7 separate regions of the Mus musculus genome follow, and all the other regions are linked to region 2. The links are chromatin contacts, called in public HiChIP or PLAC-seq, Micro-C, capture Hi-C and promoter capture Hi-C maps. All regions are on one chromosome and are shown on one strand. The core of a region is the stretch at or near the end of the contact, and the rest is flanking DNA. Distances in the headings are between cores, read along the strand shown. Region 1 holds the start of Dcaf7 (DDB1 and CUL4 associated factor 7). Region 2 holds the start of Mrc2 (mannose receptor, C type 2). Region 3 holds the start of Kcnh6 (potassium voltage-gated channel, subfamily H (eag-related), member 6). Region 4 overlaps Tanc2 (tetratricopeptide repeat, ankyrin repeat and coiled-coil containing 2). Region 5 holds the start of Ace (angiotensin I converting enzyme (peptidyl-dipeptidase A) 1). Region 6 overlaps Tanc2 (tetratricopeptide repeat, ankyrin repeat and coiled-coil containing 2). Region 7 holds the start of Itgb3 (integrin beta 3).

Region 1 (2,700 bases), core at 194-2,693, 740 kb before region 2:
CATAAACAAACCTAAAATGCTCAAATGTTTTCACCTGACCCTTCACATATAAAACAGAAGCCCTCTCCTAGATCACTGTGGGTCAAAAATAATAAAATCTGGTTTGTTCAATGCCTTATAGCTAAATCCTAGACCACCTACTTCTTCCACTGCTCCCACCATCTTGTCATTTGTCTCCAGTCTGATGTTCATAAGAGTAAGGCAGAGTACTGGCTATAAATACCACTGGCCAAAGCTTTCAGTATCTCTGATTACTGTCATTCATTTTTTTTTTTTTAACTCAAATTACAACAAAAGAATGAAGGTAAGAGATTAGGGAAAGAAAATTCTTCTCAATACTTTCAAACCTATACCCTGCATATAAAAATTCTCTCCTTCTGCCAGTGTTTTGATGAAGTGATGATGTCCAGCAATGCTGCAAATGAATGTGTAAAGAACCACGAAAAGAACAGGTCAAACGTCATCTTTCTCTATTCAGAAATAATGGCGGGATAATGCCACAGACTAAGGTTTCCAAGGATAGGCTGTTTGGGGGAGGGTGAACATCAAGGAGCAAAACCAATGACCAATGACAACCTAGCATTAGGGCTCTGTATCCATGAGAAACACCTGAGATGGGGAAGATCTTGCAATAAATAGCCCTAACAGAAATCTCGCGTGGCCAGGAATGCACGACCACCAATCCAAGCGCCGCATCTTCCTCCACTGCCTCTCTCCCGCCCCCCACCTAGCAACAGAAGCACTGCGACAGGAGTGGGGGAAATGAGAGGGACGGAGGACATAGCTTTGGGGGTGTGACTCCGATCTGAAACCTGCTACTACCATCGAAAATCTTATCTGCCTCAGGCATGTCACAACACCGTGCCTCGGTTTCCCCCGGCTGTCAAAACTAAATAAGAGGCAACGAGTGTGACAACCTCAGCGACAGGACCACAGAGGACCCACCCCCTTGTTGTGGTCAAGGCGAGTTTGCAGGAGAGTTGTGGGGACCGGGGCTGCCGCCCACCTCGAGCGTTCCCCGCCGGCTACACGCTGAGCCCCGGCACAACTCACCTTGTTGTTGTACTCTTCCACGAAGCTGCCCAGCGCCAGGCGAAAGCGCTTGTCCGGCCGCACGCTCCAGTTCATGGCGTACACAGTCCAGGGCGCTTCATATTTGTAGATCTCCTTCCGTTTGCCGTGCAGGGACATGGTGGCGGCTGGGCCGCAGAGCCGGCCAGAGAGGCAGCGGGCTGGGGCACAAGACAGGCGGGGACCCGGGCTTGGGTCCGCGGGTCCGAGGGGAGGCGGGGCCGGGGCGGTCAAGAACGGCCTAGCCCTCCAGCGGGTCCTCGGCTACACACACTCACACTCGGCCGGGCCCGACCACCAGTTTCAAACCAGCTCGGGCAGCGCTACCACCTTCCGTTTGGGATGCCGGCCCGCCCTCTCGGAACGGAAGCCACGCGACCCCGCAGCGGCGACGAGCGTTGGCTGCCGGGTACGTCCTTTCCAAACTGTTCCTTCTTTTCATTGGTCGACACAGTTGTAGCGCCCGCGCCCTCCTTACTATTGGTGAAAATGTTTGTCATTCTGCTCATTAGCCCCGCCCAGCTCCTGGAGGCGGGCTCTTTTGAAGTCCCAAAGATCATTGGCTACCCAAGATGTCAGTCAAGGGGATAACGGCGCAGTGCGGGTGAATGGGGGCGTGGGTGGCATGGGGGCAAGTGTGCCCCTCTACTGATCCAAATTCTAGGCCAAGAGTAAAGCCTGCTATTTCTCCTCTGCTGCTGCTGTTCTGATCACCTCTCTCCACTGACAGTAACTGTCAAACCTACCTTCATGGAGGACCACCTGCGTTTATTACATCTCCCTATGTCCGGCGGTCCCTCAGTCTTTGCCAAACGGGAACTCTCTCCAGCTCCAATGCCCACCTTTTAACTGTTCTCTTTCAGGCATGATAGAAACGTCCAGGGACAGGCTAGATTGATTAAGGCTTTCCTGCGCTTTCCTACAGACACTAAAGAGACTCCTGAATTCTGGGATCGATTTGCAAATGACCTGGCTATTAGTCACTTACCTTCTTCCTCTGGGATGTTCAGAAGCCAAATGGTAATCCAACTTTAAATGCTTATATGCCATGAGTTTGAAATGCAGAAAAACCTGGATCTAGGTACACCAATATAAATGTAAATTCTTTCAACGATATTGAAAGGGGTTGTATTGAATTGTTAGGCAGTACTTTAAAACACGTTAATTTTACGTGTATTTGTATGTGCCCGAGTATAAGTAAGTGTACTACATGTGAACAGTTGCCCACGGAGGTCAGAAGAGGCATTCAATCCCCTGGAACTGGAGTTAGTTACAGATGGGAATCCAACCCAGGTCTGCTGCAAGAGCATCCAGTGCCCATAGGGCTATCCTACCTCTCCAGTCTGTAAAATACAATTTTTAATGGATACAAACACTTGGAAGCCTTGAGGGACAATAGTATACACTTATCAACCATCTTTTAGTAATGGCCACCTGTATGAACAAGTCTACTGGGCACTTTTATTTTTACATAGAGCCTAGGCATGGTGTTACACACCTCTAATCCAGCTCTTGGGAGGTAGAGTCAGGAGAACCAGAAAGTCACTCTTATCCTGGGCTACAGAGCCAATTAGAGGCAGCCTGGGCTAGTTGAGAATCTGTTTCAAAATAATAAAAGTTAAAAGAAAA
Region 2 (2,700 bases), core at 22-2,521:
CCCAGCCCCCAATTAAACATAAAAAGGGGATGTGGAGGCAACACCCAGCACATTTTTTAAAATTCTGAGTGCCTCTGCCCCCCAAGATCTACCCTATCAATGTTTATGAGTGTTCAGGTTCTTGTCGAGGGACCTGTCTGACCTCACATTTCAGATAGTTCTAAAATAACGACGACGACGACGACAACAACAACAACAACACAACAACAAAAAAAAACATACAGAAAAGAGAAGGGTGCAGTTTGGGGGGCTTGTGTGGTTGGTCTTCTGTGGGTTGTGGTTTGTATCTTTAGAAACTCTTTTGCACCAAAGACTGTCCACTCTGGAGAAGTGCCAATTTGATCAGAATTGAACACACAAAGTGAGAAACGAACACACACACACACACACACACACACACACACACACACACACACGCACGCACGCGCATTCGGTTCTCCTGGCACAAAACTGTTCCACAGGGTTACGATCGAACGGTGCATAAGTCCTCTGCCACAAGCTGTCCTTAAAGACCAAGTAAGAAAACATAAAGACCCCATTGCCAGACGCTGAACAGACTGACCCCTCACGTACAGAGTAAGAAACAATGCGCCTCTGGCTCTCTGGTTGTATATCAAGGTACCCAGACCAGCGCGGGGCGAGCGCCGGGGGTCCGGGTGGCCCGGACACCAGCCCTCCCTCTCCCTCCCAGGCCGCGGTGCCTTGGCTCCCCTCCCCCGCCGCCTGCCACATCTGGTTCCACTCAGGTCCTCCCCCACCTCCAGGCGCGCTCCTCCTCCCATCTCCTCCCTTGCTCCCAGAAAAGTGGAGACGAATTTAAAAAATCCAGTCACACACACACACACACACACACACACACACACACACACACACACGCACACACACGCGTGCGCGCGCACACACACACACACACACACACGCACGCACGCACTTCTTCAGAAAAGATGGGAGAAAAAAAGGAGGGAAAAGTCAAGAGGCCCGACTCCCGAAGTTGGCCAAGTTGGCAGCGCCTTACCCAGGAGGGCGGCGGCGGAGTCCGCCGGGTGGCCGAGACGCAGTCCCCCGAGAAGCAAGACGCAGCGCAGCAGGTGACGAGGCCAGGGCGCGAGGGCAGGTCGGATGGGTACCATCCCTGCGGCGCTCGGAGGACGAGAGTACGGAGGGCGCACGGCAGGGCTGCGTGCAGAGACAGCCCTAGCGCTGTGCTCAGATGACCGCCGGCGAGGGGATCGCATCCTCCTCCGGGTCCGGACGAAGTGATGCCTCCCGGAGAGGAGGAGGGAGGAGGCAGGCCCCGCAGAGGGAGGGCGGAGGGAGGAGCGCAGAACCCTGGAGGAGGGTTTGAGGGGCAGAGGGGAAGGGAAGCGGGCAGCGTGGGAGGGGACGGAGGAGGCGCGGGGGCGCAGGGCTGGGGACCCGGCCGCAAGGGAGTGCGTGTCGGGAGGGAGAGGAGGCGAAGGCTGGAGAAGAGGATCAGCGAGGTCCACAAGGATCCCAGTGTGCGCTCTTTATCTTCCCCTATTCTGCTTCTTAATTCCTTCCCGCCTTGTCTACCCTCTCTTTTCAGACCGGGCCTGGAGCCCCAGACGCTGCGTCACAGCTTCTCCTGCTGGCGCGAGAGGCGAAGCAACTGCAAAACTTTCCGCAGAACTTCACCGCGTGGCGAAGCCTGGGCTGCTGCGAGGCCTGGCCAGCCGAAGGATGGGATGCGCGACTGACTCAGGTGGCCAGTCTTGGGCCCCCAGCATCCCCTCCATCCAGCCTCTTCTGCCAGGTTTTAGGCGCTGAGCATCAGCTATTTCCTTTCCTAAGACCCCCCTCCCCTATTTCTGATGGGGAAGAGGAGGAGCTCAGAACTCCGCGCCACCCGTGCGGAGGTTGGGGGAGGGGAAGGTAGAGCTCCTGTTGCTTGTGAGCAGCGCAAACAATTCTTGATCATCTTGTTTCAGCATGTGTGACTCCTGTGTCAGTGTCCCTGGCACAAAGAATGTAACACTTGAGTTGATAGGGGCCGCTGTATCCAGAGACCTGGGACAAAAGCGGTCCACTGGATGTCCCAGAAGACCTACATCATTCCCACCAGCTGGGCTGCTGGCCGGTAGCAAAGAACAAAACGGAAATTTCATGAAGACAATCCAGTTACTTAGCATTATGCAACAGGTCAGATGGCAGAGCAAAGCACTGGGCTGAGAATCTGGATTTTGGAGAGCAGCCGACACCTAACCTCTGATTTCCCAGTCTTGAAAGTGATGCTTGGGAGCTCCAGCTGAGAACAGGCTTGAGATTTCTGGAGTCCAACAGCACAAAGCAGACTCACCTTCTCCCATCACAAGAGATCAAAACACTGTAAAACTGTAATATAAGTTTTATTGTTTCCTGGACTGGCCACTGAGGGGCTTTTTTTTTTTTTTTTTTTTTTTTTTTTGAAATAACAAACATGACTTTTCATGACTCCTGTTGTAGGTACTCTTTCTGTATCTCTGCAATAAAGGCTCTGCTCCAGGGAGGCTCCACCTTAGCCCTTCTGAACTCTGCCAACTGAGATTCTTGGCTTAATATAGCCCACTGATTGCAGGTCCCCAAAAGGAGCACCTGCAGGCCCCTGGAAAGGTTCTGCTAGCCACAGCCCTGACTGTCAGCCAAGTGAACAAAACCCCTTACCCTAAGGCTAACTTGAGCAGGGTTGCAGATTGGCTTCTG
Region 3 (2,700 bases), core at 96-2,595, 720 kb before region 2:
GCAGTGACAGAGTAGGTAGCTGGGAGGTGGGGGAGGGAAAGTGGAGCAAGAGGCTGTTCTATACCAGTACCAATAGCTGGCTCAGCCCAATCTCAAGTCCCTTAGAAGACATAACATGCAATTCTCATTGCTTCTCTCTAATACTAAGGAAACCAAGGCCCAGAGTGGGGATAGAAGTGGTCCAGGCTCTTTGGCTCTTAGGTCAGACCCTTCCCCCAGGGCACTCCATGATAGACAAGAAAGGTAGCCTACAGGACCCTTGGCCCAACTGAGTCTCACCATCCTTGCGATAGTAGAGGATGTCCACCTTGCACTCTTCAGCCCCAAGCAGGGCCTGCGCCAGGCGGGACACAGCACTGCTCGGAGTGTTCGGGCCAGTGAGGAAGTCACAGGTACAGGGTCGCTGCATCACCTCCACACGGGAGTAGCCGAAGAGTTCGCAGAAGCCATCATTGCAGTAGATGATGGCACAGTTCTCCATCTGTGCATTGGCAATCAGGAACTTACGACCTGGGGTGGGAAGAAAAAGGTAGGAAGACCGTGGCAGCCAGGAGTGGGTAGTTGGGAGAGAAAGATTACAGGGACCGGTGGCAGCCAAGGAGGGGATTTATACACAGGAGCAGGCAGGGGCCAGAATGAGGGAGGTGGAGGACAGAGCAAGGGAGGGTGGAAGAACCAAGAGTCCTGGGGAAAGGTCATTCCTTCTGGGAGCACAGAGGGGCATGAAGGAGGCAGGGAGCAGAAAAGTAGGGGTGTGGGAACCAAGCTTGGGGGCTAGGGTCAGTAGAGTGGGAGGAAGACCCCAGAACTCCTGGAATAATAGTTGGGATCCAGACCAGAAAGCAGGACTGTGACCAGGGAGTCAGACCTGCTCTGTGGGTGAAAAGAAGGAAGTCAGGCAAACCTCTAGGAGAGGCATGAATGGTCTGGAGGGGTAAGTGGGCAGTGACTGAGAGGGCAGGCCAGGGTTTGTAACACCAAGAAAACTGCTGTGAGCAGGTAGAAGAGTGGCATTATGCCCAAGACACAGCACATATGGAGGAGGTGTTGGGGACATCAAAACGAAAGATTTTGTATTCAGAATCTACCCCCCCCCCCAGCCCCCAGCCCTGCCATTTCTTTTACCCCATCAGAAGTTAGTGAAGAGTTTGGCTGCTCCTGCCATCCAACCCGTACTGCAGAGAGTCCCCCACACCCCCAAACCTCACACTTACTCTGGCCCTCAAACTTGCGGATGATGGTGTCCAAGTAAGTGTTTTGGGGAGCAACGTGGCCCCTGCGGACTGGCATCTTTCTGTAACACCACTTGCTGGGAGTGACCGGTGCCCTGGCTTCTGGCGTCTCCGTCAGTCCTGGGGCTCAGCAGCGTCGGGCTGGGGTGGGCGCCGCCCCCGGGGAGGGCTATCGGGCCCCGCCCGTCCTCCAGCGTCTGCCCTCCCCGCCCTCTCTAGTCCTCCCGCTCCCACGGCTCAGCGCTCCTCCTCCTTCCACGAGGCTTGCGCCCGGGAGCTGTCCGCGTCGTGGTGCTGAAATAAGCCAAGGGACGTGACAGGCAGACGGGGTTGGGGTTGGGGTTGGGGGTCAGGACAAGAGCAAATTCTGATCCATAAGGGGCTCTGAATCCTAGAGAGAGGGGCAGGGGTCCTGAACCTGGGATACTCTGAAGAACTTCTGCTCATGTCCAAATAGACAGAGACCTCAGCATCTCTTTGGACCCCTTTTGATACTGAAGTAGTTTTCCAGGCAGAGGAGGGCAGAAGTTGTTAGGGGCTTCAGATAGTTTTTTGTTGAAGGCTGTCTTCAGGGATTTACCGCTGGGACTGACTGTGGCAATGGGGCACTTAGGCCCCTTGCCCACAAATGGCCGCCACCTATTAGCAAGTGACCACTGGTAAAAGTGTCTGTGTACTGATTAAAAATGAACACACTTAGAAAAAGCAAATTGGGGTGGGGTGAAGTTTATTGAAAAAAAGGGGGGTTTTCTGAGAGGAGAAAAGAAGGGCCACAGTTCATTAAGCACCTTGGTGGACTTGGAACTTTGCAGAGGGTCCCAAGACCAATTTTGAGCCACATTTTAGTAGCAAGCATTCAAAATGAAACATGCACCTTCGGAAAAGGCCCAAGGGTGGTGTCAATGCAGAGGGGCTGAACTGGCCAATGGAGGAGGTGAAAATGCAGGAGAAAAAAATGACAAGCAGCATCCAGTGCTAGTTTGAACATCCAGATTTAATTGATGGACAGCTACGTTTTTAAGAAGTCTGAGGTTCGGAAGGAAATTTGAAGGCCTTTGAAGCAAATATTCTGGCAGAAATATAAACTTTACAAAGTGGATGGGGGGGTGGAGGGGGTGGCCAAGGAGGCTCAGTGAGGTTTCCACTGAAGTCCAGGTGAGAGGCTTAGAGTCCTGGGCGGGATGTGTCCTTGCCACAATACCTGGTGGGGGACCTTGGCCACAGTGGTTGAGAGATGAGAGGGCTGCCAAGTGTGGTTTCCTGGGGGGGCAGAGATGTCTTGGCTGTCCCTGAATGTGGGGAGCAGGCTGGCTGTGGAAGAGAAGTGGGGACAGTATTTCCTATCCAGTCAGTAGCATGGGCTTACGCAGTAAGACATTCATTCATTTGCTTATTCATTCAAGCATTTTTCTGGTCTCCACATTACAAAGAGTAATCCCGACGCATGTTGAGCCTTATGGACCTAACA
Region 4 (2,700 bases), core at 56-2,555, 620 kb before region 2:
TAAAGGTACTTACCACCTCAGCATCACCGTAGAAAGCTGCTAGGTCCAGTGGGGTACGGCCATTCTTGTCTGCATGGTCTGTAGCAGCCCCGTTATCCACCAGAGAGCGTACTACTGAGAGATGGCCCTTCAGACAAGCCCAGCTAAGGGCTGTTAGTCCTTCTTTGTCCATCAGGGCAATGGAGGCACCTGAAAAAAAGAGTGAGAGTTCTGTTTTAACAGGACTGAGGACACTAAAGTTTGTAGCCGAAAGGAATGCTGATATTTAAGGTATACATACTATTGAAGAATAGCTTTTACTTCTAGATTTTTTTTTTTTTTTCATTTTAAGATTGGCTCTGGCTGGCCATGGTGACATATATCAGTAATCCCGAAAATAGGCAGGAGTAAGCAGGAGTTTGAGGGTAGCTTGGGCTACACAGTGAGTTCAAGGCCTGTCTGAGTCACATCTCCATCTGTTGAATGCTGTGGTTATAAGTGTGTGCCAGTTCAGTTTTTGTGGTACTGGGACTGAACTTGGAGCCTTTTGAATTTTGACTCAATTTTTTTGAATCAATTTGCTATGCTAGGCAAGCACTCAGCCAGCTAAACTGTACTACCAGCCTCTAAATTATAGATTACTTAAAAAAAAATAAAATTGCTTGAGAGTTCCTATTCTACAATATTCTACAAATAATGTAAACTTACTTAGTGAAAACTCACTTAAGTGAAAAACAAAACAAAACTAAGAAAACCTAAATAGAAAATACAAAAGGTTCAAAGACCATGGGTAAGGAAGAACAAACCTCTGTCATCTATGCCTAATGAATGTCTGCTGTCATGCAGCAAACACAGTAGTCATCTAAGGTCATCAGTGCTGAAGAGGCCCTGCCTCTTCTATTGGACACAGTTTGTGGCTTTGTGCCACGTCTTAAGAACCTAGGTCTGTTCCCTATGAAGTCAGACTTGTTTGGCAACTTGTACCATGGAAGCAAGAGCTACACTGTACCCTGCAAGCACAATTTTTGATTCTAGCCACCTTTGAGTCTCAGGTTGTGGAAACAAATCTTTCTTGAAAAGATAGAGCTAAAGACACAGCAAGTCTCTTAAGAGAAGCCAGTCTTCCTATTCAACTTTGGCTGTTCAGGTCTGGGCACAGTTCTTCAGAAGGCTGGATCCCTTAAAGGAAAGTGCATCTGTGTATAGATAATTATATATATTTAAGGTTGGTTTATTAACAGCGAAGGCTAACTGGAATGATGTCATAGTTTCAATCGCCTTTCTACCTACTTCTTGATCCAAATCCAAGACTCCACTAGGTGGTGCTGCAGTGCTACTAGTGACGAGCCTTTTCTCTATGGCAGTCTATGATGCCACTATTGCATAGGTGGCTGAGCTTAGGGCAATCAGCAAGAGGCTGAAATAATTTACCATGTGCACCTGTAGAGAAAATGCAGTTTCCCACTTACCAAGGGTGTGAGTATGTTGGAAAGCACCACAGGGAATTTATTATGATAGCTTAATAGCAATATCCTAATTCTCTAAAGAGGGTCTCATTGCTAGCAAGTGTCTTAACTTCCCTTTACCTCCTTTGGGTTAGAGAAAAAACATGTTAGCTGTGCAGGCTGACAAACTGATATGCAGCTTTACTTGGTATGTTGGTGCACACCTTTGATCCCAACACTTAGGAGGCAGAGGCAGGTGGATCTGTGTGAGTTTGCAGCCAGCCTGGTCTATAGAGAGAGTTCCAGGCCAGCCTACATAGTAAGACACCATACCACCCCCAACCCTACTCCCACCCCCATCAACAGTAGCAGCAGCAACAGCAAATCAGCCTCTAAAATAGATGGATATTTACTGGGTATACATCAAAAAAACATTGAAGTCTGGACTTGAAATAAAGAGTTCAGAATGTATTGATTTCATAATAATCCCTCAGGCTATAAAGAAAAAGAGAGTGTCAGAGTTAGAACTCCCCAGTGTGTAAGTGGGCAGGCTGGGGTGGTAAGGTATACATGTAAACTTTGCTCTCTAGAAGCTAAGATAGAAGGGTCACCTCAAGTTTGAGGTCAGCCTGGTCTACATAGTGATAAAACATATGCCCATTCAAATGTACATATAACACACACACATGCATCACACACACACACACACACACACACACACACAGAGCATGCAAGAGAACACCAGGTATACTTAGGTGATTGAGGCAAGAAACAAATGTGAGTTCAAGGCCAGCCTGGAGTTTTAGTTTAAAAAACTGGAGGAGAGGGGCTGGAGAGACCACTCAGCGGTCAAGAGCATTGACTGCTCTTCCAGAGGTCCTGAGTTCAATTCCCAGCACCCACATGGTGACTCACAACCATCTGTAATGGAATCTGGTGTCCTCTTTTGGTGTGTCTGATGACGACAGTGTACTCATAAATAAAATAAATAAATCTTAAAGAAAAAAACTGGAGGAGAAAAATAAAAAAGAGAGCAGGAGCATCTGGTTTTGCGTTTTCTTTTTTTTTCTTTTTATAAAAAAGATTTATTGTATGTGAGTACATTGTCGCTGTCTCCAGACACACCAGAAAAGGGCATCGGATCCCATCACAGATGGTTGTGAGCCACCATGTGTTTGCTGGGATTTGAACTCAGGACCTCTGGAAGAGTAGTCAGTACTCTTAACCTCTGAGCCATCTCTCCAGCCCAGCTTTGCATTTTCTAGTTAACCCAATT
Region 5 (2,700 bases), core at 130-2,629, 680 kb before region 2:
TATGAACTCCAGGGCCTCACACTAGTTCAGCTACCCGCCAGCTCCCGCGTTTGGCTTTCTACTCCACAATACAAAGTGACTTGTCACACCATGCATCTGGAGGGAAAAGCCCATGAACAGCACTCTGTCTCCCCAGATTCCTGATAGCCAAGGTCCAAACAGACTATCAGTCCCTTCCGGTCTGCCGGGCTGCTTTCCCAACCACAATAGGCACCCGGGGAGCTCAAGTTCTGCCTCCACCCTCAGACCCACCTGCTGCCGCTGGGCCAGGGGCAGATTGGCAGGTCCTAGGGTCCGAATAGATCCGATGATCCTTCGCAGCTTTGAGTCAGTAAAGTTCTGCCAAATGGACTCATACAACTCCTTGGCCTTCTTGCCCCAGACCTCTGCAAACTCCTGGCTGACCAGGGCCGCTTCCTCCTGTGCTCACCAGGAGGGTAGAAAGAGTAGCCCAGCTTAGAAAGAGGCTCAGGTAGGAGAGACTACAGAACTGAGAGAGCAGTGGTAGGCTAAGGGCTTCCGGACCCCTTGTTCCTGCAGAGATCCTGTCCTGGGGATGAGCTTGCAGGGGCAGCACCCCTCCTCCTGAGCCCTCTGGTTGGAAAGTGTGGGAATCTAGTTCAAAGGGAACAATGAAGGAGAAAATTGGGGCCAAAGTAGGGGACAGTGAGTGGAGGGCCAGGGAAAGAAACTCAACAGGAGATCAGGCAAATGCCAGAGGGCAAGGGCTCTGCAGCCAAGCTGGGTACCCTGTACGCAGACAGCCATCGCCCCAACCCTTGATGCCGCTTCGGGAGGATTTTGGCCTCTGAGGAGCCAGCTTCATCCACTCCATTCCTGTGTTGGCTTGGATCACGTGCCCAGCCCGTACTGGAGCATCATTGCCTGTCTAATGCGCAGAGCGGGTGGGAGGGTCCGGCCTAATGGCAGGGGTCCCATTAGGGACCTCAGTGCTCAGGGTTGAGGCTGGGGGGCGGGGGGGTTCTGGCGTCTGCTGTCCGCCCTAGGCGACGGACCGCAGGCCTGTGATTGGCCGCTGCGTCCTGCTGCGCCCCGCCCCCGCCCGGGCCCGGGCACCCACCTGGCGTCGCGCGTTCTCCTCCGTGATGTTGGTGTCGTGCGCCCAACTGGCCACGGTGCTCTGGAACATCACCACCTCGGCACTCGAGTTATAGCTTTCAGCGAAAAGCTGCGCCCCTGCCTCGTCCGGGGAAAAGTTGCCCGGCTGCAATCCAGGGTCGAGTGCCGGGGCGGGCGACGGCTGCAGCAACAGCACCAGCAGCGACAGCATCAAGAGCGGAGGCGACAACGGCCACCGCCCCCGCTGGCCGGACGCGGCCCCCATGGCGCGGTGCGCGCGGTGCGGCGCTGCCCCTTCTCTCGTGCCGCGACCGCCCTGCGGATTATAAAACCCAGCCACCACCGCCTCCCGACACACCCCCACCTCCCCGCCCCTCCGCGCTTCCTCCTCGCTCCAAAGTCCCCGGCAGCGCGAACCCGGCTGATTCCCCGCCCGCCCTGGGCAAGGAGAGCCCTGTGGGGCCAGGGAGCAGCCTGGATGGAGAAATGGGGCTAGATCGGGCTCTCTCAGAGGAAGCTAGAAAAGGGTCCCTGCCCGCTGCAAACACTGCTGCGGCCCAACCGTGCCCTCTGGCCGCCACCACGTAGTCTCAGGCCACAGAGCCCAGCAGGCTTGGCATAACCCTCCAAGCCTTTCCGGGCTCTTGAGTGACAAGGGGGCGGGGGTGGCAGGCTGGTGCCACCGGGATGGACTTAAGGTTGCCAGGTCATGGAGGAAAGGGGTCGCCTGCGTGGGCGCGGGAAGTTTAGCTGTCCTGACAGGCGCCTTGGCTAGGTGCTGCAGATGTCAGCAACCAGTTCACCTTGGGCTTCGGTTGTTGGGATGCCTCGAAATAGAGTCTATTCTGCTCTATGAGGGGGAGCCATAGACTAGGCCATCAGCACTGGCATGCCTGCCCCTACTCTTTGGATACACAGCTGTTCAACTCACAAGAACCATCATGTGTGGTCCCAACAGAGCCCTAGAACCTCGCAGTTGCACGCTCTGAAAGCTAAAAAAAAATGTGCCTTAGAGATTACAACAACCCCCTGCTTTTTAAAAATGGAGAAATTACCCCTGAGACAGATTGGCTTCAAGTCACCTCAGGTCTCCACACTCCCAGTCATTTCCCTGTCTCCTCCACCCGTCCCTCAAAGTGACAGGCCTGGGGGAAGGAGAATCAGGTCCTCTAAATGCATCAGCAGCCTGTGAAGTTAACCTCTGAGCACCAGGGCTGTGCCCCCAAAGAGGTGGGCGGACCCTTGTCCTTGCCAGATGGGGTGATGGAGTTCACATGGGAGATTGTGTGACCTGCAAGGACTCAGAGTGAGACTGTGCTGGCCTGTCAGGTGACTTGCTCCCAAAGAGGTCCCAGGGGACGGGTAGAGATGGAGAAAGGAGGAAGGAGCAAGGGGCCACCTGCTGAGAACTTAGGTGGTCCATATTGCTTGGGCTCCCAGGATTTGAGGGCTGTGGGTTTGTGTGAGCTGTTGTGTTTCTGGAGGAAGCAGGCTGTACTGGTGGAGGGTTAGGAGGGGATTCTGAGAGTGGTACCTATGGAGTTCAGAAAGAGGATCCCAAAGAGGAGGGTGGGTGGGCAGGGGTAAGTACAGGCCTTAGCTTGTATTGAGCGCATCTGA
Region 6 (2,700 bases), core at 125-2,624, 530 kb before region 2:
TGTGGGAGGCTAAGCCAGGAGGATTACTACTTCAAGGCTTTCCTGGGCTGGTGAGTTTAATGCTGGCTGACAACTTAATGAGACCCTACCTTAAGATAAAAAGGGGTTCAGGGCTGTAGCTAGCACACAAGAGGCTCTAGGTTCAACATCCACTACCTGGGGAAAAATAAGTCATCTACTTGGATAGTTAACAGAAATCACAAACTTAGAAAATTTCACTAAGACTATTTTACTTCCTTGAGAAGTGAGTTTCTTGATTATCATTTGTTTACACAGGTAGTAAAGTATCATTATGTATTCTCTCTTCTAAGACAAAAACTTGTGACTTATCTAGGATTTTTTCCTGCTTCTCCAATAATTAGTCACAGTTTTAAGTTCTTTTTTAAAAAAGGGAATTATATATTAATTACTATGTAGATAAGGATGACTCTAAACTGATCTTCCTGCCTCCATTCATGTGCTAGGAATCACACCCTGGGCATGCTGGGTAGGTACTCTACCAACTGAGCTATATTCCTAGCCCCTAACATTGGTCTTACAGGAAAATATTTGTTTAAAAAACAATCTTGATTGGAATTCTCTGGGAGAGGACAAGAATCATCAGCGAATTATGAAAGAAACAAGGAAAACCCAGTTCCTGGAAAGGTTACGACTTTCTATATGCTTCATCAAATTTAGTACCTAATATATAGGGAAAATATAAAAAGTAATATCTTAAAAATGAGAAAGATTTACAACATATGTAACTCAGTTGGAGTTTTACATTATTAGACTGTTGGCATTGAGAATGGGACATACTTGTTTGTAGATGTATCAAAACTATTCTAATTACTTGAAATTTAAGAGTAACATTTCTAAGCTAACTTTTATTAATGAAATTTTATAATGAAATTTTGCAAATGAAATTTCCAGTTCTATAATTTTATTAGTATCTTGGGAAATTATTTCATAAAAATATTTCACATATAAATCTTAAATTATTCTAATGAACTCAAAAGTGTTGCAAACATTAGCCAAGTGAATTTATTGACATTATGGGTTACTTCAATTGATTTTTTTTAATACTTTTGAGAAATCTTAATCCGAAAGTTAATTCTTTAAGTCTAGTTCAGTTGAAAACATCTCTTATAAAAACTTTTTATGTATTAGCTCTTTGAGTTTTCTAATGGTAAGATTTAGTAATTTACCAAGTAGGATTGGTTTATATAAAAACCAGACCTGTGTGTAAGCAGAGCAGCTATACCTTAGTGACTAGTTACAACAAACAGAGCAAACCAAGCCAAACCAAACAAAAACTACAAGGACAGCCCGACAGCTAAGTGGGTGCAGGTACTTCCTGCCAAGCCTGACAGCCTGAGCTTAGTCCCCAGGACACACAGTCAAAGGAGAGAACAGACTCCTGTAAGCCGTCTCCTGCTCTCCACATGCATGATACAGCACATTTACCCTGACAAAATAAATAAAATGTAATAAAAAGTTAAAAAATTCATAGCCAGACTACTCAAATAAAGCAGTCTAGTTTTTATCAGATGCTAAAAAAATTCAACTTAAATTATGAATTTTCAAATTTTAAAGCACTTTGTAGAAGAGTTGGCTATGGGGAAAGAGAGATGTCATAAAACTAGAACATATAGTTTGCTATCTAACAGTCACATGCTGGAATTTTTGTGAATGTAAGCTTCCTCTAGCTTTTGAATTTACTTAAGAAGGACATTTAATGTTGCTTATAAAAATAATAAACAACAGTGATTAAAAATTCTGATGGAAATATTCCCTTGTAAGTGTGCCAGTCATCCAGGCAATGATCAGGATGACTAAGCAAGCTCAGGGCTGCATGAGTCAGTGGGTTAACGCAATAGCATTCAGTTTCATGACATGCATCTTAGTCAGCTTCATAAAGAATTCATTGTTTCAGAAATGTGAGGGACTCATACATGCTGTGATGTACTCATTTCATTTAATGAAAATTAAACTTACTGTTTTGAAAGCATGAACTCAAAGCCAACTTAACCATTGCAGGGCCAGTTTTACAAAATTTGTGCCAATAACCAGACAGCCATTTTCACACCTGCCCTCTATCCTAGTGTTTACCAACGCAGCAAGTCACTAAACAGAAAGTCTCTAAATGTCTGTATGGAATGAGATTTAGTATAGGATTAAGGAAACCAACGGATATTGAGAAATGAAGTTTTAATTAGTAACGTGTAATCTCTTCAAGTAAAACAGTATGATTATAATTTAACAACAGGCAGGTTAGAGCCTTATCACTAATAATTATTCACTAACTCACTATAAGTAGCTATTACCCGAAATCCCTATGTGAACATTAATATTGTGTATTAACTCCTTGGTTCCCTTTTAATGTTCTATCTTACAATGTATTACTTCTACCTGCAAAAACCAATGACCATTTTTCTCTCTAATAGTATGAAACACTTCACTGAGGTGAAGAGATGTTTCAGTGTACTTTTAGTAGAGCCCCATGACAATGACACAATGGTGATTAAATAAAAAAATAGAACTTTTTATGTAATTATGACTCCTTCAGGTGGTGCATGCCTTTAATCCCAGCACTTGGGAGGCAGAGGCAGGTGGATTTCTGAGTTAGAGACCAGCCTGGTCTACAGAGTGAGTTCCAGGACAGCCAGGGCTACACAGAAAAACCCTGTTTCAGAAAAAAAAATTCATAAAGCTAATTCA
Region 7 (2,700 bases), core at 98-2,597, 680 kb after region 2:
TAAAAGGTTTTAAATTCACGAAAGTTAGCCTATCTGTTAGAAACATCAGCTTTCCTGGAGGATTTCCCCATTCCCCATCAACGGCTACCAGCAGCTGACAGAGACTCTAATATCTCCAGGGCAGAATGCTAGAGAGCCTGGTTCCTGTTCTGTGGTGACAAAGCTTGTTCAATGTAGGCTAAAGACCACAGTTTTCATCTTTCGCTTGGAAGCTTCTGCCACAAAAGACAAATATCAGTTCTCTACTGAAACCCCTTTCCCTTTCCCTGTCCCATGTCTATGTTCATCTGTACCACCGTACAAGGGTCAGGAAGGCAGCCACCAAAATCTTTTTTTAGATTACTTAACTTCAAAGTCAACTTAATAAAGTTTACCTTTAACAAATAGTCCATCTGGGTCTGGAGATGTAGCTCAATTAATAAAGTGCTTGCCTGCCATGAGGAGACCCTGGGTTCGACTCCCTGCAGCATATAAACCCTGAGGGGTGGTGCATGTCTATAGTCCTAGCACTCCTTAGTAGAGGCACAGGGGAATCTGAAGTGCAAGGTCACCCTGGACTACACAGAGTGTGAGGTATCCTGAAATATATGAGACTGTATTACACACATGTGCACACACACACACACACACAACTGCGGGTTTTACTTGCTCCAGCTGACCTCCAGCAACCACCCCCTCCCGCTCCCCTAGGCTCTGCGGACTGGATGACTCCCCTTCCCTGCAGCGTTAGTGGGCCTGAAAGCTGACGATGCAGGCAGCTGATGTTGTGGGACACACGCAGGAGAGACAAAGTCAGCCCCAAGGACCTCTGTGCTGACTCCCAGCACACAGTCAGGGAGTGTTGGGTGAGAGGTCGGCCCCAGAAGGGACGGAGCCCGAATCCCTGCTCCTCCTTAAGGAGTGGGGCGGCCAGAAGATTGTCCTGCGCACTCCAGAGAAAGGGGCAACCCAGAGCGCACACACCCACCCAAGCAGGTGAGCTGCATCCTTCTGCCAGCGCACCGGGACGGCCCAGCGGATCTCCATCTTTCCTCTGCTTCCCGGGCCAGGCCAGGATCTCCGCCACCAGCGATGCGCCCTCGAGGCCACGGGAAGAAGGATCCGCCCCCCGCACCTCTGCTTCTCAGTCCTAGCTCCGGGTTCCCAGGGTCCTACGGCATTTCGCGCACCCGACTCGCTCACCTCCAACAACAACGCCCGCCAGCGCCCCCAGCGCCAGCAGAGCGGCCCAGAGTTGTCCCGGCCACTGCGCTCGCATCCTGTCCGCCGCCCTTCACGCCGCGCGCGCGCCACGGCGAGCCTGGCACCCGCAGCTGCTTTTCCTGCGGAGGGGAGGGAAGAAGGGAGGGGACGGGGTGGGTGGGACACAGCGGGGCGGGCGGAGTGCTCGCGCTCCCTCCCTCCGGCTCACGCCTGGACCCTGCCTGAGGCTGAGTGTGATGGGTAAACTTTGCAATCTTCCCCAGCCCCCCGCCCACGAGGACCTGCCCGCGTTCACTAGAGGAGACCGCGCCCCCCGGGGTCCTGTGTGCATCTGGGTCCCAGGTGTCTGCGCCTGGGTGCTCGGTTTAAAAAAAGAAGAAAAAAAAAGCTTTGGGTCACTTCCTGGACTCTGCTAGTCCCACCTCCGCAGAGACATCAACACTGCTATTTCACTTCACCGGGCTCAGTTTGCTTTCCTCCTGGTTTCATTCTTTTCCTCAACGGGCAGGCAGCTGTCAAATGCTTTCTATGCAGCCTCTTGTCAATACCACACCTGCAGCTTGTGGTAGGAAAGACGGATCCGAGTAGAGCCTCTGTCTGTAAATGCTTGCTTGCCCGTAGCAGGTGTCTAAGAATCATTTTAGAACAGTCACCATATTGCCTTCCAACTCAAATTCACTAGCTTTATAGTATTTTCCTCAGAGAACACTTGCTGCTGTTCCTATCCCCTGCACTAGTTTCCTTGAGTCTTCCCCAGATGGGAAACCCCTAGACGTGCAAAAGGTGCAAAATGCTGAAGCTGATCAGGATGTCATAAGAAGTGACTGGGCCTGTGCATCCTTACGCAAGAAGGGTAGTGTTGTAAAATAAATAAATAAATAAATAAATAAATAAATAAATAAATAAATAAATAAATAAATAAAACTAGGGCAGGCGATGTGGTGCAATCGGCAGAGCACTTGCCTAGCAACCACTGGGCTCCATCCCCAGCACTACGTGAAACAGGATGTGATGCCTACAATTCCAGCCTAAGGAGGCAGGAAGACCAGAAGTTCCAGGTAGTGCTTGAGTACATAGGGAGTTCAAAGCCAGCCTGAGCTAGAGCAGACTCTGGAGGAAGGGTGTGGAAAGAACTCAGCCATGATCCATCACCCAGCCTTAGCCCAAGAGATTTTTGTCACTCCTAAATGTCCCATGCCTTTCCATCTGACTGACCTTCCTTCCTCTTTCCATTTGGAAAATCCCACTTACTTTTCAAAACATCTCAAATGCCATGTCTTCCACGCCATCTTGTCTGATGTTCCTCCTCCTCCAGCCTTGTCCTCTCCAGAGGTGTACCCTTCTTCCTCAGACTTCTCACACAACAGGATATTATATCATTTCATGTCACAGATATGAACTTTATAACTGTATAAATTCATGGACACAATTGTATTTTCCCCGGTATTTCATTACTCTACACAGTGACTCATAGCAAGTTTGAATACACCCTAGGCT

The links. Promoter capture Hi-C pulls out the DNA fragments that hold promoters and counts their contacts. A called contact is a pair of places that touch in the nucleus more often than the background predicts. HiChIP or PLAC-seq counts read pairs in DNA pulled down with a chosen protein or histone mark. Capture Hi-C pulls out chosen DNA fragments and counts their contacts.
Region 1: a contact with region 2 is called in an H3K4me3 HiChIP or PLAC-seq map of forebrain, with 10 times the contacts expected there. The contact joins the promoter of Dcaf7 here to the promoter of Mrc2 in region 2. A contact is called at or near these places in 11 of 39 promoter capture datasets (the 3T3-L1 cell line, 3T3-L1-derived adipocytes, cranial neural crest and 5 more), 4 of 484 Hi-C or Micro-C datasets (adipose-derived mesenchymal stem cells, cerebellar granule neurons, embryonic stem cells and 1 more), 20 of 115 datasets of contacts at active chromatin or transcription factors (the NIH/3T3 cell line, astrocytes, bone marrow-derived macrophages and 11 more) and 1 of 9 other capture datasets (embryonic stem cells).
Region 3: a promoter capture Hi-C map of liver shows a contact between it and region 2, with 4 times the contacts expected there. The contact joins the promoter of Kcnh6 here to the promoter of Mrc2 in region 2. A contact is called at or near these places in 19 of 39 promoter capture datasets (the 3T3-L1 cell line, the C10 cell line, cranial neural crest and 11 more), 2 of 484 Hi-C or Micro-C datasets (bone marrow-derived macrophages and nephron progenitors), 7 of 115 datasets of contacts at active chromatin or transcription factors (bone marrow-derived macrophages, embryonic forebrain, embryonic hindbrain and 4 more) and 2 of 9 other capture datasets (embryonic stem cells and macrophages).
Region 4: a contact with region 2 is called in a Micro-C map of muscle stem cells, with 4 times the contacts expected there. The contact joins the enhancer-like site here to the promoter of Mrc2 in region 2. A contact is called at or near these places in 21 of 39 promoter capture datasets (the 3T3-L1 cell line, 3T3-L1-derived adipocytes, the C10 cell line and 11 more), 2 of 15 datasets of contacts at CTCF or cohesin (the NIH/3T3 cell line and embryonic stem cells), 2 of 484 Hi-C or Micro-C datasets (bone marrow-derived macrophages and muscle stem cells), 24 of 115 datasets of contacts at active chromatin or transcription factors (the NIH/3T3 cell line, astrocytes, bone marrow-derived macrophages and 16 more) and 1 of 9 other capture datasets (embryonic stem cells).
Region 5: a capture Hi-C map of embryonic stem cells shows a contact between it and region 2, with 4 times the contacts expected there. The contact joins the promoter of Ace here to the promoter of Mrc2 in region 2. A contact is called at or near these places in 7 of 39 promoter capture datasets (the C10 cell line, the HPC-7 cell line, embryonic stem cells and 3 more), 2 of 484 Hi-C or Micro-C datasets (bone marrow-derived macrophages and embryonic stem cells), 9 of 115 datasets of contacts at active chromatin or transcription factors (the NIH/3T3 cell line, craniofacial prominence, embryonic basal ganglia and 5 more) and 2 of 9 other capture datasets (embryonic stem cells and liver).
Region 6: a promoter capture Hi-C map of the C10 cell line shows a contact between it and region 2, with 3 times the contacts expected there. The contact joins the enhancer-like site here to the promoter of Mrc2 in region 2. A contact is called at or near these places in 7 of 39 promoter capture datasets (the 3T3-L1 cell line, the C10 cell line, cranial neural crest and 4 more), 1 of 484 Hi-C or Micro-C datasets (bone marrow-derived macrophages), 5 of 115 datasets of contacts at active chromatin or transcription factors (the NIH/3T3 cell line, astrocytes, embryonic forebrain and 2 more) and 1 of 9 other capture datasets (embryonic stem cells).
Region 7: a contact with region 2 is called in a Micro-C map of embryonic stem cells, with 2.5 times the contacts expected there. The contact joins the promoter of Itgb3 here to the promoter of Mrc2 in region 2. A contact is called at or near these places in 1 of 39 promoter capture datasets (the 3T3-L1 cell line), 2 of 484 Hi-C or Micro-C datasets (adipose-derived mesenchymal stem cells and embryonic stem cells) and 1 of 115 datasets of contacts at active chromatin or transcription factors (embryonic stem cells).

The regions. Positions count from the first base shown.
Region 1 is chr11:106,035,615-106,038,314 of GRCm38.p6, reverse strand. Dcaf7 (DDB1 and CUL4 associated factor 7) reads right to left here and starts at 1,443. Exons shown (of 7, transcript NM_027946.3): 1 at 1,054-1,443. The coding sequence starts at 1,191.
Region 2 is chr11:105,291,217-105,293,916 of GRCm38.p6, reverse strand. Mrc2 (mannose receptor, C type 2) reads right to left here and starts at 1,271. Exons shown (of 30, transcript NM_008626.3): 1 at 1,016-1,271. The coding sequence starts at 1,130.
Region 3 is chr11:106,006,793-106,009,492 of GRCm38.p6, reverse strand. It overlaps Kcnh6 (potassium voltage-gated channel, subfamily H (eag-related), member 6), which reads right to left and starts at 1,345. Exons shown (of 13, transcript NM_001037712.2): 1 at 1,215-1,345; 2 at 280-510. The coding sequence starts at 1,290. It overlaps Ace3 (angiotensin I converting enzyme (peptidyl-dipeptidase A) 3), which reads right to left. Exons shown (of 15, transcript NM_001101453.3): 15 at 1,943-2,543. The region is part of intron 2 of Gm35971 (a long non-coding RNA gene); the gene reads left to right.
Region 4 is chr11:105,910,401-105,913,100 of GRCm38.p6, reverse strand. It overlaps Tanc2 (tetratricopeptide repeat, ankyrin repeat and coiled-coil containing 2), which reads right to left. Exons shown (of 26, transcript NM_181071.3): 21 at 14-189. Among named protein-coding and RNA genes, the nearest start is that of Cyb561, 33 kb to the left of the region's middle. Within about 2 kb of position 1,305, at least 12 of the 459 cell types and tissues checked have an H3K27ac peak or open chromatin away from gene starts, as enhancers often do. A contact at or near this core is called in bone marrow-derived macrophages and muscle stem cells, where this site is marked.
Region 5 is chr11:105,966,627-105,969,326 of GRCm38.p6, reverse strand. It overlaps Ace (angiotensin I converting enzyme (peptidyl-dipeptidase A) 1), which reads right to left and starts at 1,379. Exons shown (of 25, transcript NM_207624.6): 1 at 1,082-1,379; 2 at 253-420. The coding sequence starts at 1,345. All of the region lies in intron 2 of Gm11651 (predicted gene 11651), which reads left to right.
Region 6 is chr11:105,822,610-105,825,309 of GRCm38.p6, reverse strand. All of the region lies in intron 8 of Tanc2 (tetratricopeptide repeat, ankyrin repeat and coiled-coil containing 2), which reads right to left. Among named protein-coding and RNA genes, the nearest start is that of Cyb561, 120 kb to the left of the region's middle. Within about 2 kb of position 1,374, at least 57 of the 459 cell types and tissues checked have an H3K27ac peak or open chromatin away from gene starts, as enhancers often do. A contact at or near this core is called in the NIH/3T3 cell line and bone marrow-derived macrophages, where this site is marked.
Region 7 is chr11:104,606,647-104,609,346 of GRCm38.p6, reverse strand. It overlaps Itgb3 (integrin beta 3), which reads right to left and starts at 1,347. Exons shown (of 15, transcript NM_016780.2): 1 at 1,183-1,347. The coding sequence starts at 1,258.